Regions from separate parts of the Zea mays genome. Here region 1 is linked to region 2. Evidence: chromatin contacts called from public Hi-C data. All regions are on one chromosome and are shown on one strand. The core of a region is the stretch at or near the end of the contact, and the rest is flanking DNA. Distances in the headings are between cores, read along the strand shown.

Evidence for each region. A called contact is a pair of places that touch in the nucleus more often than the background predicts.
Region 1: a Hi-C map of bundle sheath shows a contact between it and region 2, with 2.2 times the contacts expected there. The contact joins the promoter of LOC100286061 here to the promoter of LOC100283354 in region 2. A contact is called at or near these places in 2 of 25 Hi-C or Micro-C datasets (bundle sheath and ear).

Annotation. Positions count from the first base shown.
Region 1 is chr1:230,311,514-230,315,283 of Zm-B73-REFERENCE-NAM-5.0, reverse strand. LOC100286061 reads right to left here and starts at 1,741. Exons shown (of 1, transcript NM_001368188.1): 1 at 793-1,741. The coding sequence starts at 1,671. The coding sequence ends at 1,012. It overlaps LOC100276271, which reads left to right. Exons shown (of 6, transcript NM_001150101.1): 6 at 1-184. The coding sequence ends at 48.
Region 2 is chr1:229,769,433-229,773,062 of Zm-B73-REFERENCE-NAM-5.0, reverse strand. LOC100283354 reads left to right here and starts at 2,045. Exons shown (of 14, transcript NM_001366962.1): 1 at 2,045-2,396. The coding sequence starts at 2,184.

The sequences.
Region 1 (3,770 bases), core at 492-2,991, 540 kb before region 2:
ACTACCAGACTCCTGCAGAATATGTCTCCTCCCAAGAGAGCTTCATGAATGCTATGACATTTTAGCTTTGTTTCAAGTAGTAAGGGATACAAACTTCGAGTTAAAAATATTGGCCAAGTGCGATAGTCTTGTACCGAAGATGCTACTGGTGTACAACTGTCAGGAAATCGTGGTTTACTTGTTTCCTCTTTTGTTTTTGTTTTACTTCTTCCCTTTTCTGGATCTGGAAAATTCGTAGTCGTTGGCGAGCTTTGCAAGCTAAAGGCTAACGGAGCATATGTGTTTTTAATTCCGTCTTCATGTTTGTGTCCATGTTTCTGCTGCGCTGGAAGTTGCTACTCAGGCTATTTCTTTCATGTCCTGAATTCAACTCGGGGGACCTCTTCGGCGCGATTGCATCTTGCTGAAAGCCCAAGATAACCACAAAAGAATGCCAATAATTCTGTCGGTATCTTTGATTGCCATGTCTGTTTTGGAAATAAGACTCTGAATATGATCTGTAGCTACTCAGCGTTTCCTGTGTTCATGCCTTTTGGATCCTATTTCTAAAATCTGGATCTCCGGACACTGCTGGTACTGACGAGCGCTTTGCCGTTGGATAATCATCGGTGTGTGTGAAGTCTACTCGATGTCATTGTGTAGTAGTTGTAGGTCTCGAGCCAGTAAAATGGACATCTTTCATCACCAATTTACTGACAGCAGAGCAGAATGTATTCCTGTTGATCTGACTGACTGGTGGTAGAAACGGATCTGATCGAGTACCACTAGTTGCCAATTAGTCCAGCGCATTCATGACAACGAATCATGATTCTTCCATTGCAGTATCCTGACACTGGTGAGCAGACATCCATGATTATTCCGTTACAGCTCTAAACAAATCAGGATCAGATGTGATCATTTCATCACACAAGAACAGCACACAGAGAGACGTAACATATATGCACAAGCACAAGGCATCCACAACACACACTGCTATACACGTACGTGCGTAACACCATGCCGTAAACCCTACTACATTTGCTTGGCCATGGCGTTGATGATGGCGAGCGCGATGGCCGTGAGGTGCATGGCGCCGGCGACGTTCCTCCGCACGGCCTCCCTCACGACGGCGGGCTGGCCCTTGAACCCCTCCATGCACATGCCGTCGTTCGTCAGCGCGGCGCTCGCCCACGTCTGCACGCTGTTCACCTGGAACCTGACGCTCCGCCCGGCCTGCCCGCTGGCGCTGGCACTGGCGCTGGCCGGCTCCTTGCCGAGGCGCTCCATTGCCTCCACCGACTGCCGCAGCAGGTCCACGGCGTCCTCGAGCATGCCCACGCAGTCTGCCGCCGCCTCGGCCGCCACGGGCACGAGGTGGTGGCTGCTCGCGCCGCCCGCCGCCATTGCCTTCATCGCGGCCGTCGCCCTCCGCGCGCCGTCCAGCGTGACCGTCAGCGCCGCCAGCGACAGGCGCGCCGGGCTGGCCCCGACCTCCGCCGCGTACGGGGCCAGCGTCGCGTTGCACAGGGCCGGGTAGTCCGTCCCCGCGCACCACGACCTGATGAAGCCGCCGCCGGCTGTGCTGGTGCTGGTGCTGGCGCTCGGGGTCGGCCGCGCCGTGACGGCGCCGCACCACGACCAGCACGAGAGCGCGAGAAGCAACAACCACATCAAGGCGTTGCTGCGTGACATGGCGCACGGGACGGACGGGAGCACGTAAAACTACGACGACTTCGACGTGTTTCTTATTACTGCTAGTGCTGCCTCGATCTTCTGTCTAGCATCGAGTTATATAGGGGGCAGGACGAATTAATGGAGGATAAGGGCGCGCGCGGCCTGTACGCGTATGACTGGCCTAACCGGCACGTCGTGTCTGTCTGGCCAGGAGAGCGTGCCCAGGAGGACCATAAGAGATCGAGGGTGCTCGGCTGCTTGCCTTTGATTTGCCGATCGACGCCGCTGCATGCGCATACGTACGAACAGGTCGAGCCAATGCAACGTGAGTTTGGCGGAGATCTTGCGTGGCGTCTAGCTAGCCGTCTTCAAGCGATCGCGAGACGTACGGCGACGGCGACGGCGACGGCGACGTGCGGGGTTCTGCTGCCCATCCCGGCCCGGGAACACGGCTGGGGCGGCTAGCTAGTCCGCTACGAGAATACATTGACGGTGCCGCACTGGGACGTGCCAAGGTTGGTGGGGACATCGTCAGGTGCGATGACGTGACGTTGCTTTCAGCTTCAGCCTCAGGGCACGGGGGACCGAATCAATAGCGCTGGGCGTTTCTGTTTCAGATCGCCATCGGTCCGGGAAAGGCTGGCCCGCAAGCCCATGTGGCCGCAGTGCTGCGCGGGCTTTCTCAGCCACTGGTTTCCCTCTTCTCTCTCTGCAGCGCGAATCTTGATTGGGCTGTATCGTCTGTAGGGTAGCGTAAACTCTAAATTATACGCTATAAAATTTAATGATTGAATCATATTAGGATTCGACTCTATTTATATTAATTTTTAGCTAAAATTAATTAAAGACCCTAATAAATTATGAAGAAACATTTAGATTGTAATCTATTACCATCCCTAATTGTTTGACGGGCGAAATCGGTATCTAGTCTCCGGCGGTTCTTCTATCTTATCTCTTAATTTTAAACTTCACTTGATAAACAATGTCATTTACAATGTAGCGTCCTCTATTTTATACTATTCACTAAAGGCAACTTAGTGGACATGGAGACGGGAGAAGCTAGAAGATATTTCCACCTAGTGGACATGGAGACGGGAGAAGCTAGAAGATATTTCCTTTCACTAGTATTCATGCACGGTGTGATACACACGTATTTATGCATGTGGTGAACTCCATGGACCTACACCTTTTTTTTTTGACAAAGCCAACGGGGGACGAAAGGTCCCCCGGCCTGATTAGAACTTGATTATTATAAGGGCACATGTTCCAGTTTTACAAGGGGGAGGGACATAAGCTTAGCTGCCAGAGACACATCGCACAGATGGCTACATGAAAATAGAAAAGGAATCACACCAAGAGGCAATTTCATCAATGAGAGGGCTCAGGCGTTGGTCCGGAAGGTCCGTGGGAATGTGGGATTGCTATTACGGAGAGCAGCTTGAAGGAGCTCCAGATCCTGCCTTGCAGCCGAGCTCAGGCGCGGGGCAAGGTGCCTAGTAATCCCCTCGGAGAGAACCTGATGGATAGAGACGGCCCGGTGTTTTGCATGGCTTGTGAGGGCAGGTAGCTATAGGTGATCTGTGATAGGTCCAAAATCAAGCCAGACATCGGACCAGAACCTGGTAGTCTTCCCATTATTCCCTAGCTTCACAGTGGTTATGGCAGAGTACAGAGGAAGTAGCTTTTGGAGTTGATTCCAGTGATCTCCGGTCGGTTTGACACCACCATCTGATTGGACCCCATGTGACCCATGAAGATCGAGCAGGACGCATCATCTTGTGAACCAGTTTGAGCAGGAGACAAATATTCTGGGTCTGCATGTGTTTCACCCCCCCCAATCCTCCATGCTGCTTCCCACGAAACGTGGCGTAGACGAGCTGGCTGCCAATAAGACACGTTGAATCCCATTCACTAAGACATACTAAGTTCAGATTGTTCCGAATCCTACTGAGTGACGCCAATAGCAGAGGCTTAGTCATCACATCAGTCAAGTGATCACCAAATGGAATAAGACACGTTGAGATATCGACGAGAAACTCAATTTAAACCGTGTTGCTGTTCTAGATTACGCCACTAAACCCAAAGACGCGTGGGTACTAGTGCCAGGACGTATATAT
Region 2 (3,630 bases), core at 796-3,295:
CGCGGGCCTGCGCGCACGTACGCGGCTTGGCAGCGCCCGGGCCCGGCTCGATCGCCTCGCCCCGGCCCGGCGCCTTTTCAAAATTTTGACCGCAAGCGTTTAGCGCCGTGCTGATGATGCCTGATGCTCCGCCTCGCTGTTTCGAGTGCGCCGCGCAAAATGCCTGATATCCCCATCCGTGACTTTGTTGGAAGCGTTGGCGTTTCTTCTTCTTTTTCTTCGTTATTACTTCCTGTCCTAGAGCCCATCAAACTGATAGTACAAAGTGAAGACCGACGAAATCCTATAGCCCATGACGGCCTGATGCCATAAAATGCGGCCCCATTAATCTCACTCAATCAATGAATGTCTCCTGGCTCTCCGCACTACAAGGGAAGAGCCAAAGCCCAAGTGAATAGCCTTTCGAATGTGCAGCCCAATATTACTAATGAAATTTGTTTTATAATATGTGCATTTTGTAGGCTGCTGGTCCAAAAGAATTGAAGCCATATATGGTCTGACCGTAAATATCAACATGTTTTGGGGCAAGTCATTTAGCAATAAGGGTGAAACGGTCTATAAGTCAGAAAAAACTTCTCACCGATTTCACCCATATACTTTTTTGTTCGGTCCGAATCGGTAAACGGGAAAGTCGGAAACGGATAACGGCCGATAAATTTCAGTATATCGAAAACGGATAAATCCGAGCAAAATAGCTCGAAATTGATCGGAAAAATGTAACTGTAATTGGAAAATCTCACAATAAACAAATCCTAACCACACAATTGTTCATTCACATCCACATACAAGTCTCATTCACAAAAGTACACAAAACACAATACTGTCCACATATAATTGGTCATACACTCATACATGCCCACTCTTAAATTTTAACACACAACACAAGTCTTAAAACACGATTGTTCATTCACATCCACATATAGGTCTCAACCACACAAATACACAATACATGGTCATGACCACACATAAATGATCATACATGTCCACTAAAGTTTTAATCACATAGTATATAAGTCTTAAACACACGATACATAAACTAGAAATTATGTGGCATGTCGTCTGGATCACTTGTTTTGTGGATCTAAAAAATACAGTAAAAAACGGGAAATATCGGTTTTTTCTGAGAAATCCGAAAACGGACGGTAATTATGTCTCACTGTTTAACGTACCGTTTTCGTAACAATATATCTCGTTTCCGACCCGTTTTCCGTATATCCTGAAAAATCTGAAAACGGTGGAAAAAATCGGTAAACGTACCAAAAATTTACCGAATTTTACCGACCATTTACATCCTTATTTAGCGATATAGTTCCTGTTACTTTAGCAGATTGTGAAGATGGAGTGTATGGATTTTTTTGGGAGTTGTTGGAGTAGTAGTAATTTTTTAGGATGTAAAGTGTTAGGAATATCTCAATATCTATGTATTGTGAGAAATATTTTTAGAAGTTGTTAGAGATGTTCTTCTATCTCACCTCGGTCCAAACAAGTACTAAGACATCATTTATTAAAGTTTCTAAATATATAATAAATTGCAAAAAAATATTACGGGAATAATTCATTCCTGCGTTACTCCGCGCACAGCGCGCTGTGCAGGAAATCGCGGCAAAAATGATGGAAGATTGGGGAGTCAACGCTTTCCACCAAAATATATGTTTGCTTATTTTAAATATACATATACTAATATTTGGAAAATAAAAAGTGTAATTATGTTTATATAAATATCTCATTTAATCAATATCTATCTATATTATATATAAAAATCGCATTTGACTAATATAATAATATATATCATAAATATTTGTTTTGTATACATTATGTAGTTAGATAAACTCAGAATAATATAACTTGATACTATACTAAAAATTATATTGTTTTCTGAATAGGGAGCACAAAATTGACTCAAAATAAAAGGAAAGAAAAGAACGAAGTAGGTGTACACTTGCACTCGCAAAACAAAAAAGAAACCCGCACCTCTCTTGGACTTGGAAAAGGAAAAAAAAAAGAACCGCGCACGCTTCTTCTTCCCTCCCCCACAAAGGGAAGAAAAAAAATTTCCGTGTACGGTTTCGCCCGGCGCCGCCTTTGGCAGTTGCTTTGCTTGCTCTTGCCCTGTTGAGCTCCAAAGGATCTCCATTTCACCACTCCCATCGATCCCACTACCGGTCCGCATCAAGCAGCCGGCGATGGGGTCCGCGTCCGCCCGCATCGCCACCGCCGCCGTGCACCTCGTCACCGCGGCCGCCATCCTCCTCATGCTCGCGCGAGGCGGCGAGGCCGTCAGTCTCTGGCTCCCGCCGCCGACCGCCGGAGGAGGGGGCTTCCTCGGCGGCGCGGACCGTTACCTGACTCGGGAGGAGCACTGGATGAACCAAACCCTGGATCACTTCAACCCGACGGTATCTACTGTAATAAATCGACGTGTTTCTCTCCGGATTTATGTCGACTTGAGGCTCGTTCTGCCGTTCGTTGGAACTGCTTGGGTCCCCTGCCTGTGACTCTAGGTAGTAGAGCACGTACAAGCTGTGGTACGAGAACGTTCCGAATTAATGAACCTAGAGATTTGCTGTTGGCACGTCACGGTGTACAGGCATTACTCTATTTATTTTCTCTGTAAATAGAAGATGCCAAAAACCTTCCTAGTTTTCGTGAATCTTGCCTGGATGACTTCTTTTTCAACAGAACTGGCAGGTGCTCTGCCTTTTCATCCAGTACAAAGCAAAGTCTGAATATTTACAGGGTAATGAAAACAGCAAATAATGAAAAAACTGGGAAACTAGTGAAGTACTACGGATTATCCTCGTGTGCTAGGCCTTTCATCTGTACATCATTAACGATGCCTTGCAGAAGTTATTGCTGTGGTGTGCACCTATTATCAAAGATTCGCCAGCATCTCTCCTTCCACAAATTCCAAGCACTGTAGGTTATTGGACTTGCTCGCTGCACCTCATCCCCTTGCCCCTGCGTTTTGGTAAAATCTGCATCCACCACTCCCTGATGTTTATCGTGTTAGTTGACAGACCTTGCTCATTATGTGAAAGTCCCACCTGCCGCCATAGCCTTTTGGCATAGCTGCATTTAGCTATCATGTGCAGATGAGTTTCTTGTCTGCAGTCACATAATTTGCAAACTGGGTCTGTCTGTCCTTCCCTTTTGATTTTTTTAGAAAATGGAAGAGACTTCCCGCAATGCGTCTTCACACACAATGTTTACATTATTACCTAGTTTCAACGACATTGTTGAAGATAAGTCAGCGAAACAAGAAATACAAAAATTATGCACGACAGTTTATTATTAAATTTTCATCCATAGGAACAAACAACTCCAATGCAGTGGTCTCTAGTTTTATGCTTGTTAACCCAAAAGACTCCTTTGTTTCATTATCACGCTGCAGCAGTGCCCCGAACTGCAACCAATATGTCCCCCCCTAAAAGTAGCCTGCATTAAAGAAGTCTATTTGTAATTTTCAAAAATTAGATCATTAATAAATCTCAAAATTGCCAAACATAAGGCAGCTAGCCCAACCAGAATATATTTCTTCACTTTTAAACCAAAACTTGATAGACAACTCCCTAACATGTGGGATAGAGGGGTTAACCCGGTGGCTATAAGTCATCTCGATTGTGTCGGCAT